Linked DNA regions of Oryctolagus cuniculus: region 1 is linked to region 2. The links are chromatin contacts, called in public Micro-C maps. All regions are on one chromosome and are shown on one strand. The core of a region is the stretch at or near the end of the contact, and the rest is flanking DNA. Distances in the headings are between cores, read along the strand shown. Region 1 holds the start of ASDURF (ASNSD1 upstream open reading frame). Region 2 holds the start of C3H2orf88 (chromosome 3 C2orf88 homolog).

Evidence for each region. A called contact is a pair of places that touch in the nucleus more often than the background predicts.
Region 1: a contact with region 2 is called in a Micro-C map of ear pinna, with 5 times the contacts expected there. The contact joins the promoter of ASDURF here to the promoter of C3H2orf88 in region 2. A contact is called at or near these places in 3 of 6 Hi-C or Micro-C datasets (ear pinna, psoas muscle and an unstated tissue).

What each region holds. Positions count from the first base shown.
Region 1 is chr3:50,690,480-50,696,621 of mOryCun1.1, forward strand. ASDURF (ASNSD1 upstream open reading frame) reads right to left here and starts at 4,073. Exons shown (of 4, transcript XM_051848363.2): 1 at 3,786-4,073; 2 at 2,277-2,330; 3 at 1,172-1,247. The coding sequence starts at 3,875.
Region 2 is chr3:50,296,734-50,302,962 of mOryCun1.1, forward strand. C3H2orf88 (chromosome 3 C2orf88 homolog) reads right to left here and starts at 4,522. Exons shown (of 7, transcript XR_011387190.1): 1 at 4,413-4,522; 2 at 2,190-4,310. It overlaps MSTN (myostatin), which reads left to right and starts at 4,380. Exons shown (of 3, transcript NM_001109821.1): 1 at 4,380-4,752. The coding sequence starts at 4,380.

The DNA.
Region 1 (6,142 bases), core at 2,823-5,322, 390 kb after region 2:
TGAACCAGCAGATGGCAGATTTCTAATTCTGTCCCATTTATTTATTTATTTATTTATTTATTTATTTTGACAGGCAGAGTTAGACAGTGCGAGAGAGACAGAGAGAAAAGGTCTTCCTTTTTCCATTGGTTCACCCCCTAAATGGCCGCTACGGCTGGCCTGCTGCGCCGATCTGAAGCCAGGAGCCAGGAGCTTCCTCCTGGTCTCCCATGCGGGTGCAGGGCCCAAGGACCTGGGCCATCCTCCACTGCCCTTCCGAGCCACAGCAGAGCTGGAAGAGGAGCAATTGGGACAGAATCCGGCACCCCTACCGGGACTAGAACCTGGGATGCCATGACACCAGCCTGTCCTTTTCAAATATATAAAACAAAGTTTTTTTTTAAGAAAAGAATTTTTTAAGAAAAGAATTTTTTACAAAACTACCCTTGGACTTTTACCTAGTAAGTCATAGGGTAAATACAAGATATTTACCAGGATAAGACTATCAAGAGTATATCTACTGTGCTAGCACCAATAGTAACACACAATAGGCCATGAGCAAAGAATGTTTAGCTTTTAGAAAACTACTTTCTGTTTACTGAGTGTTTATTTTGGCCCAGGCACTTAGATAAGGGCTACTCATGCACACTCTTACTTAAATCCCAAAGGACTTTGGAGGCTCAAGGTATTTCACCCAAAGACACACTGGTAAAAAGTGGTAGAATGGTTTTCAGATCTAAAGTACATGTTAGTGATGACTGCTTTCTAACACATCCTAAAGATTTTTTATTTTTTTATTTATTTTTACTGTAGCTTCATCATTGGAAGACTAACTAGAAGAAAACTGAATCACTGCACTAGTATTTAGAAATATTTAAACATTCAGATATAGACAGTACAACTGAGGCACAACTATGAGTCAAAAAAGGACTTTTTGTGTCTTCCCATGTAAGACATGGCCGGGGAACTTTTATTCTGCCAAGGGCCATTTGGACATTTATAACTTCATTTGTGGGCCACACAAAACCATCATCTTAAAAATCAGCCTGCTATAGATTTATCAGATTTCGAGTTCACTTACAGTTGCCTTGGCAGGACCAGACCAAATGAGTTGGTGGGCCTTATGCAGCCAAGGGGCTGATGTTCCCCACCCCTCATGTAAAGTCTGAAAACAAAGAGGAACCCAACTTACTCTTGCTTTCAGAGAGCATCTCTGTGCGGTCTGCCAGGAAGAATATATTGCTGTTCTGCTGTTGCCTGTATACTCTCTGCAAAACAGAATTTAGGCCAAACTCAAGATATGATCTAAAAAGATGTCAAATCTTTGAATCCTACTACTACATACTTGTAAACTTTGGGAATTTACTTTAGTAAATACAGATAACAAAGAGACAAATAAAAGTTACCAACCATCCTGCCACCCAGACACTATTATCATTACCAGTGAGGTGAAACTTGTTTTTTTCCCTTGTAAACCATAATACCACTGTTATTTTAATAAAAAAGGCTTCTACTATCATCTATAGTTTTACAATGACTATATCAAGAACACTTTTTCTTATCAATATGTATTCCTTTATAATATCATCGTATGACATACTACATTTATTTGCTCAATCCTCAAATGTTAGACATTTAAGGTATTACTGTCCCTCAAGTATTATAGATCAGTGTTGTGATGGACATCTTTGTAGCTGGCAACAATATCAGAAATGTCTAATCTGTCAGTTATAATCTTTAGGCGCTTGAAAGAGCTCAAAGTCATTTACTCCTGAACATTAAAATGTAATTTTAATGTAGTTTAATGTATAACTACACATGAAGCAACAAAGATGGCTTGCTTATGAATATATACACAGAAATTGCATTTAAAAATAATGCTAAGCACTGAGAAGATTTTGGGGGGGCGGTGAGAGAAGTAATTTTTTGTTCAACATTTACTTTAAGGGATAGTTTCTTCTCAATAAACTTTAAGTTCATTTATTTCAAAAATACACACCAAATTCAAGCATAAAATAGTTACATTAGTGGTACAGCTTGAAGATACCAAAATCCAATCTGCGTCATTAGCTTTAAAGGTCGTGTAAATGGCATATGAAAAGGAAGAGACATCTTCAGCTTTATGAGATCTATGTACGTACAGTTTAAAATAAACGTAGGCACTGGGCTTTTGCAATTTAAAGAGATGCCGAAAACTTGTCAACCTTTATATAAACCTTCCATACAACTTTTATGATTTTATATAATATAAATATAACCAAGCTTCCCACATACTATTCAGAATTTCTATAACTCACCCTGTTCTTCTTCAGGTTAGAAAGTTCATCCACAACGACTTTTTGTTCTTTAATCTACTGAAATAAAGAGAAACGCTTAAAACAGAATTTTAACTCTTAAAAACATGTTCAATTAGATGACGGCTTTAAAATTAGGCAGATGGCGTAAGAAGGTATCATGCGCTGATTGTCCAAATGGGCAGTCTGAGAAGATTCTTTCCAGTCTATGTGTGCACAGGTGGAGGGGGAAATGGGCATTAGACATCTAAATGTCACACAACCCACGGAGCCCAGCCAGTGGGTTTGATGTTGGCAACCGGCCTTCATGCCTGTGGCCACAGTTACTGAACAAGGCCTATACAAACAGACGATATGCACCAGAAGTAATACCAGTCTCTGACGATTTGTGTACTAAATGGTGCGGCTAGACAGTCCTTTTAACCAAGTAGTTCTAAATCCCCCTGTCTTGGCATCAATCTTCTTTGCACAGTGCTGGCTTCACTTTTCAATTTCAGGAGAGAACTCAAGTAAGTGCAAACTTTCTGATACTTTCTAGTAACTGGCTATTTTATGAACACGATCTATTACCTAACATCACCAGCGCCTCTAAAACCAGATGTAAGATTTTTACACTGCACCACACACTTGAGGGATCTGCCATAGGTCGGCAGCAGAGTGGGCTGTATTTTGCAAATTCACTCCCTGCCCCATGAGTCTCCCCCTTGTTGTCTCCAGAGCTGACACAGCTGCAGAAGGGACAGGATAAGGCTGACTTCCAAGGTTGAAACTATACCCTCCCCCTCTTTGAGACTTAACGCTTGTACCACAGTGCTTTCTTGTGCAGTTTAGGGATGTCAGGTCTGTATTTCACTTCCCACCAAAGAAGGAAGCTGTGATGCAGAGAGAACAGAGAGGTCTGTCCAAGACACCACTACTAGCTTGGAGCAGAACCAGTGAAGAATGCAGGACATTGAACTCCCTCCTCCACACGTTTAAAGGTTGCACCTGTTTCCGGCAGTTCAGGTCAGTATCAGAGTGGCTCCCCTCCCCCTCTTTCTCCGCAGATGAGTGACAATCAGATGTGCGAGGTTTAGGGCGGCCACTGCGGCTACAGCGGGGAACAGAGAAGGCAGCAGGTGGGCTAGGGAGCCCTTTGCGGGGGTCCGGGGCAGCCGATGAGGGCGGCTCGTTCAGGGACGCAGGAGCGTGCGTCCTCGGGACTAAAGTCACACTCGTACCGGAAGTGGGTTTCAGGTGTAGACCGACGTCAAGGATGAGCCCATGCCGCTGGCAGGGGTAACGGAAGGGGTGAGCTACAGATCTGGAAGGGCCGCGGAAACTCAGCCCACAAGACGCTTAGCGCGACTACTTCCAGGGAAGGGGAAGTGCCGACTGCTACCAACAGCAGAGCAGCGCAAGCCGAGGCCGTCTCCAGCGAAGCCCCGCGCTGCTCGCGGCCGGCCCTCTCTGGGTTGCCCCAGGCGCCGGGTCCTAAGCCCGGGAGGCCTGCTCGCTGCGTCCCACGCCCACCTTGTTGCAAAGATCCTCCTTGTGTAAGGTCCGGCCGCCGGCGGGGACCGGCACAGCGCTGTCCTCCGGGTGCACGCCCCGGCCGGGCATCTCCAACCAGCCGCAGACACGCAGGATTCACCAGAGCTCCCGAGAGTCCCACCACCGACCGCCCCAGCCACAGCGCCGGCAGCGTCACCTGCCTTGCAGAGGTCTCACCAACCTCCTCCGCGCGCTCACTCCAACGCCTGCGCAGTCCGGGCCTGACGCCCCCGCCCCCTCGCCAAGAGCGGTTCTACGCATGCGCACAAATGCCTAGAGCGCCAGTGTTTCGAGCCCGGTTGCGAAATCTAAGCAATTCATACGCCGACCCCCAGCGGATCGGAGGTAGAAACACTTTTGTGGGCTCTTGGACTACAAGTTACACGCGCCCCCTATTGGTGCAAATAAAGAACAGACGCGCAGTAGAAACACCAATTAGTTATTAACCAGTCAGATCCTGAACTAAAGCACAGATTTCATAGACACAATGTTGGCAACCGAACCCTACAGAATTGGAAAAGTTTTTGTTAATTTGTAACTAGGGTTTTCAGCTAAATACAATTTTATACGAATTTCAGGTGAATGAATACTTTTATTAGTGTACATCCTATGCAATATTTGTAATGTCTCATTCTTGCAAAAAAAAAAATGACCAAAAGTTGGAAATAGGCAAGAGATTACCTGATGTTCTTTCAGTGCTGTTCTAGGATTGACTTTCAATGAACTGAACTGTTTTACAACCTGGTGCAGGCAGGGGACAAAAGCAGAGGCAAACGTGTGGATTTTTGACTGGTAAAAATGCTAATAATTTCTACTAGGTCAATAAGATACTTCCAAGGTTATGATTTATTATCTGGAAGACATTAATCAGTTATGTATGTAACACTGAGGTCCTGTCTGACATTTCTTGACTGATAAATTCCTTGCTTTTCAAATGCTCTTTGAATTGATTTTCATATCTGACTGGTTTCCTCATTTACTAATGAGTTAAATAAAACCATGATATGTGTTTATTTTATATTTGCATATGAGACCACATATTTGAAAATTATATTCCAGTGTTGGGAATCACGATGTTCTATGGAGATGCTTAAGTGCACTTATGAGATGTAGACAAATTGTGTGACTTAATAGATGTACTTGGTGGCTTTTTTTAAGCCCTAGCATATCTTTCATCGGGTCTTCTAGTAAGAAAAGTTATATGAGGTCTGGACTGGTAAATTTTTATGTTTCTCCATGTATCTGTCTATCTGAAATTTAGAACAGGCTTCTTTATTTTTTTTTAATTTCTTTGACAGGTAGAATTATAGACAGTGAGAGAGACAGAGAAAAGGTCCTTCTTCTGTTGGTTAACTCCCCAAATGGCCACCATGGCCGGTGGTGTGCCAATCCGAAGCCAGGAGCCTTCTTCCTGGTCTCCCATGAGGGTGCAGGAGCCCAAGCACTTGGGCCATCCTCCACTGCCCTCCCAGGCCACAGCAGAGAGCTGGACTGGAAGAGGAGCAACTGGGACAGAATCTGGTGTCCATATGGGATGCCGGCGCTGCGAGGCAGAGGATTAACCAAGTGAGCCACGGCGCAGGCCCCTGTTTTTATTTGCCATAGAATGGGTATTTTTTATAAAGATTTATTTATTTATTTGAAAGGCAGAATTACAGAGAGGCAGGGGGTGGAGAGAATGAGAGAGAGCGAGAGAGAGGTCTTCCACCCGCTGGTTCACTCCCCACATGACATGACTGCGACAGACATAGCTGTGCCGATCTGAAGCCAGGAGCCAGGAGCTTCTTCTAGGTCGCCCATGCGGGTGCAGGGGCCCAAGGACTTGGGCCATCTTCTACTGTCTTCCAGGCCATAGCAGAGAGCTGGATTGGAAGTGGAGCTGAAATCGGACATGACCCCCTAAAATCTACACAAAAATGTAGCCCTTTAAAGTTCCCCGGAAGTGCTATCTGGGGTGCCACATGTGCTACCGGAATTTGGGGTGCCATACGATTTCACCATATGCTTATTAATAAATCCGCAATATTAATAAGCCCAAGAGGGTTCTTGCCTAATATTTACAGAATTCTAAATACCAGCACAGATAAACGAGGCAGCATGGCACATTTTAAGCTTTTATTTAGTGTGAATGATACATAGGAGAGTGAGAGCTTTATTTAAGAGAGAGAGGTAAATATGGGTTCGTACCGAGCACCAGGAACCAGCCACGTGGAGGAGCATCTAGGCCAGGAAGCCCAGGGTGGGTGGCCCGAAGGCCACGCACCCTAGAGGCACAGGGCTACAGCCAGCCCCCTGCTGGCAAGAGGCCAGGGAAGAAGAGAGAGCCAGACACACCG
Region 2 (6,229 bases), core at 3,272-5,771:
TTTTCCATGAACTTTCTGAAGTCTCCTTATACACAAATTTCAAATTTTTTTATGTGTGGATTTCAAATTTTTTTGCACCAGAACAAACTTATCTTCTCATCCCATTTTCCCATGAACATTTTGAAGTCCTTTCATATTTCAGATCTCCATTTATTACTATAATCTTATTTCTGAGCTCAGGGACTTTTTTTTCAAAATTTGGATAGTCAGTTACCAAAAAGTTGAACACTATACAGTTTTTTCCAGCTTTAAGAATAATTAGCATGGAGTGATACCAAAGAGCTATTATTATAAGGAAACAGCTATAATGATCAGATAAAATGTAGTTTTCTGTTACACTTTTCATGAATTGTTATTTTCCTTACTTAAATTCATAATCTCTCTCTTGCATACTCTCTCTCTCTCTCTTGCTTGCTCTCTCTTTCAGCCACATTGTTAAACTTCCTGCAAGTGTTTATACTGGTGTGTACTCTGTAGTTCCCAGACTTTGGAAAGTGTGAAGCCATAATCATTATTTTGGACAATATACTTTACACCCTCAATCTTGCTTTGAGACAACCCATTGGTATTTCTTGCAGAGATGAGAAAGGTTTGCTTGTCACTTATTGATGGGTACAGAAAATGTAAGAACCACAACAGCCCATCTAATGCAAGGAAGAACACCACAATTGATGTGAGGTACTGAATAGGCTGCCTAAAATCTGACTATTAGGAGAAACTGTTTTTCAAAATGGTTAACCTAAGACAAAGCCAAGAGCTGACAGATCAAGCTAATCCACTCAACTTGAAGGGATTCTTCTCCACTCACTCATCCTAGTGATGCTTTGTCCTATCTCCATGAAGACAGCAGCCAAACTGGGAACCCAGCAATCAGACCACAGTGAAGGTTCCTACACCCAATGAGCCTGCCTGCTCTGAGGCATGGGAAAGTAGTAGGCTCTGCCATTGGAAAAGGAAAGAAAGTTCTTGAAATCTTCTGGTTACTTCTTAACCCAGAAAAGCTGATTAATACATCTCATTTAGATGGCAATTATGTTCTTTGAAGTCATCACCATCCTTGACTTAGTAAATAGTAGACCATTACTCCTAGAGGAGATACAGTGTTAGATGAGTCTCTGGTCACAACATTTTTATCTACCAGTCAACACAGAACCTGCTTTCATGTATGTGTCTGCTTTTAATACATATTCTTTAATATACTTGTATATTGTTCACTAACACTGAACTCATAGTCACAGCATTGAACTCTTGCCTCAGCTTATCTAAACACATGTGGTTTTTAATAAGGAAATTTTTTTTGCTAAAGCATATCATTGTCTTTTAGAAATGCGGCACAAGATACATAAACATACTTTACCATTTAAACCATTTTTAAGCATAAATCACAACCATTTAGTTCCAGAACATTCTCATCTTCCCAAACGAAACTCGTTATCTATTAAACAGTAACCACCACCTCCCCAACCCATCCACTCCCCAGCTCCTGGCCACTCCTGGTCTATGTTCTATCATAGCCGCCTTATGCTTAGGAATGCTCCACAGTGCTTCAAATTCACCACTGCACTCAGTGGTCATTTTTAAACAGCGTATTCAGTAACAACAACAACAGCAACGGACAAAAAAATGTGAAAAACGTAGCACTACACAGATCACAAAAAGGGCACATGTTTAGAGTATGAGAGCTGAAACAATAAGGCAGAGCCCTGCCTTGTCTGACCTCAGCTGGGAACATGTGTGTCAGAAGCCTCAAAAGCACCGGGAATACTGACTTTTATAAATAGATTTCAACGACCAGGAAAATTTACAAATATGGAATCCATGAACAGTGAGAATTGATGAGATGTCGAAGTGTCAACCTCTGTTTTCTTCATTCCAGGAGTAAGAATAAAGAACTGACACATGTCTTGTAACAGGATTGCATTAGAAAACTTTCCTTGTCTCAGACGCCTACAGAGGTAGCCTATAGGTATTGACAATTGGCAGTGACAACCGGATGTGGTGTTTATTCGTGTAGAGGATCATTTTAAGCATACTCTCAAAACGTATGCAGGGAACAAACAGCAAGCACTCAAGACCAGGCACCGATCACTTACTACATGATACGTGCCATGTTCAGCAATTTATATGCATTATTGAATTATAACCCCTGAAAACTCTATGAGGAAACAAAGGTTAAAGAAGGTAAGTACCTCATTTGTTTCCAGATAATGAGAAGTGGCAAAGTGGAGATTGGAACTCGGGTCTATTTGACTTCGGAGCTTGCGTTCCCAAATGCTCTGCAATTCTAAGCATGTATAAAAAAGGAGAGGTGGGGCGTTGACTTATTCAGAAGTAAGCGTATTGAAGCATATGCTACATAGCAGATAACATGACAAAGGCTTTTATATTGAAAAATGAATTTGCCAAACAAATAAAACTTTATAAGCCTGATCTGATACTGTTCCGTAACAAAGAGTATCTGAAATCCTCAGGGCATCTGGTTCGTGTCTGGTTTTCCTTAATCTTTAATGATGGGCAAATCCAATGCATTATGGAAGGCCATTTTTTCTCAAGAGATGTAGACACCTCTTAAGAATTTGATGAAAATGCATTAACTTTTCAGGCTACTGAGTTGCATTTTAGTGCACTGAGGCAGTAAATTGGTGGACAGTGTGCAAAAATGGTAGTGACCTAAAAAATAAATATTTGATATGAGCCACTGCATTCTCTTGGAACAACCACAACAAAAAGTAATGGATTAAATCTCTTAGGAGTCCTCAGCTTCCCAAAAAGGGGTCGGAAGAAGAAATCCTGTGGCCTGGAAATATCTTCTGTTTCTCACTGGCTATGTTTGTATAGCTCTTTAATAGTTCATTTGATTAGATCTTGTGGCTCTCAAAGCTGGGGTTGAGAGTTTGATCCTCCAGAGGCCACTTACATTTGGAGAACAAAAAGCTCCATTCTCTGCTCCCAGACCTTGCCCCAAACCCCTGCCAGGTGTCTGCCCTGTGGTCAAATCGAGAAACTGGCAAAGGGGTACAAACCGATCACAGTGTTGGGAAGCAGCAAAAGGGCACCCCTCTCTTATGGTGCTCTTTCTCTTAAGAATAGACACAAGACTTTTTACTTTTACCACTGGAAATCTGAGGCGAACAGATAAGTGCTGCAGCACCAGTCACAAAATGCATTCTCTTCTCAGTTCAGAGAGGTTTCAGCTGGCTGATAATAAACAATGAGGAAGCACATCCTCGGAATATTAATCTGCATTAATAATTATATTAATTCCTTGAGAACAGGAAATACCATAATAGTGATCAGACTACACATGACCTTAATGTGCTGTAAAGTTCTATAAAAACAAAAAAAGGAGACAGGATTTTGAATGCTTTTGCCATAGAGAAATGATAAATGTTTGAAGAGAGAAATGTTGATCCTGATTTGGACATTATGCAATGTACACATATATAGAAAACCCACTTGGCACCCATAAATACATATAATTTTTGTGTATCATTCAAAAATTTAAAAATAAAATATAAATTGTGTCTAATTTTCATATTAGCAGAAGACATTAATCTACTTAAAAATAATTCCATGCATAATGTAACATTACAGCAATTATGATTTTCAACATGAGCTAAGAATTTAGTCAATGGAAAGCAAATTTCTTGAATGTAGATGAAAATCTTACTAGTATCACAATCTTATGTTTTCTTTTAAATTCAGGCCTTCCTAATTTTTACTTTCTTAATTACTTAGCACTAAAAATAATTTGATGCAACAAATGAAATAAATATTTTAACTTCAAATGCTTGCCTAAACTAAACGTAATATAAAATAAAAAATAAAAAATATTTTTACTGCAAATACTGGCCTAAAGAATATAAAATCATTTCAACTTCTGAGGAACTAATGTTTCACTTGTAAGCATGAAGTGTAAATTAAAATTACTCAGTTAAATTATAACTTAAGGGTTTATAAAGATGAATAAGATTTAAGTATAGCTGATTTTACTGTTAACACAGACTTTCACTTTTCAAATGTAACATAGGCCTTTCATTATTTGTAGATTTCTTTCTTTTATGAACTAGTCAAATGAATTAGCTCACCCTTGACTGTAACAAAATACTGTTTGGTGACTTGTGACAGACAGGGTTTTAACCTCTGACAGCGAGATTCATTGTGGAGCAAGAGCCAATCATAGACCCTGACGACACTTGTCTCATCTAAGTTGGAATATAAAAAGCCACTTGGAATACAGTATCAAAGATCCACCGGTGTGGCAAGTTGTCTCTCAAGCTGTTCATGCATTACAATTTTGCTTGCCATTACTGAAAAGCAAAAGAAAAGTAAAAGGAAGACATAAGAACAAGGGAAAGGATTGTATAGCTTTTAAAATCATGCAAAAACTGCAAATCTATGTTTATATTTACCTGTTTATGCTGATCGTGGCTGGCCCAGTGGATCTAAATGAAAACAGTGAGCAAAAAGAAAATGTGGAAAAAGACGGGCTGTGTAATGCATGCACTTGGAGACAAAACAGTAAATATTCAAGAATAGAAGCCATAAAGATTCAAATCCTCAGTAAACTTCGCCTGGAAACAGCTCCTAACATCAGCAAAGATGCTATAAGACAACTTTTACCCAAAGCTCCTCCACTCCGGGAACTGATTGATCAGTACGACGTTCAGAGGGATGACAGCAGTGATGGCTCTTTGGAAGATGACGATTATCACGCTACGACGGAAACAATCATTACTATGCCTACCGAGTGTAAGTAGTCCTATTAGTGTATGTCAACAGTTCTGCTGACTGTTGTTCTAGTGTTTATGGGAAACAGATCTATTTTCAGGCTCTTTTAATAAGCTGTCAGCTTTTATGTAAGAAGCAGGAAAGACAGTCTCTTCTTTTCAAGATTTTGTGAGAAATATGTTGAAACTGAAATCTGTCACACTGTCTGTTTCCTTAAAAAGCTAAAAAGCTAAAAGATAAAAAGCTTGCACAGCGTTAATATTATCTAGTTTAATTGGCAAATACAGCATGCTTATGCCTTCACAGCCTCATACCAACCAGCAAGGCGAGGACTGGCAGATACTACAGCAATGTTAAAAACTCACAGGGAATTTTATAAGTGCACTTGTAAACCAAAATATGCATTTATTACAATAAGCTTTTCACTAGTAATAAAGAAAGGAAGGAACTTGCTAGAATTTTAAGCTTCTTTGAGCACTGCTGAACACCTCCAGCGATTTCTGTTATTCCAAACTCTCTCACAGTGTTTTGTGTGCTTCACAGATTAAAATGTTTCCTTTCGGAGGCTATTACACTGAGGAGCAAGAAAATATTTTAAATACTTTATGTATTAGTAAGAGCAATGACGAAATAAACCGTGACTTCAAATTCAGAAAATGTCTAGGAAATAAACACTTCAGTTGGGCAAGTTACGGCTCCTGAAGTCCTCTCGTACCTTGACCATGGTGCTATTGTTGGCAGTACTGAGTGCGTGTATTTCCAAGCAGGCATACTGCTTAATAACCTTCACGAATATTTCATTCTTCATAATGGAACGACTATTACCTGTAGTATCAACGTTGCTCCTGGAAGAAAATGTATTTCCTACAATTCCTCTTTCGGTAGGCTCGAAAGAATACTTTCACCCGGAAAGGGAAACAGACACCTTGACAGAGAAGGCACGGCAAGAATGATTTTGGGGCCATGTGTCTGTGATCTTGCTTTAACACAGTTCTTTGTAAGCTTTAAACTGGACTCAAAACAGTTTCATAGTATTGTTTCCCTTATTCAGTAATCAGATTACAGTGCAACAAATAATTTTCCTTTAAGAATTTCCTACCAAATAGTGCTGGAGTAGATTGGCCTTATTTATCAATGATTTTTGAAAGCCAAAAGAATTTGTTCATGCTTGTGTTTAGAATGACAGCTCAGACATAAAGGCAAACTTTTGAGACAGCCTGAATATAACATCAAACTTCTCTCCTAATTACTTGCTTAATTTTGTTTCTTTAAAAGGCTATTCCTGAGCCAAAATCTCCCAGAAATACTATATTTTCTACTGTTTCCTAAGGCTCAGTAAGTTGCTCAGTGCGTCTTGTCCCCAGGTAATTCAGGCCTGGGGGAAGGGTTCCTTCTTCCAGACTGATCGGTACAGCTGCTCCGTCAGCGTAACTACTCAGATTCCCAAAGAATTCTAAGTGGATGTTCCTCCACAGTGTCTCTTGTTCTCTCTAATCAT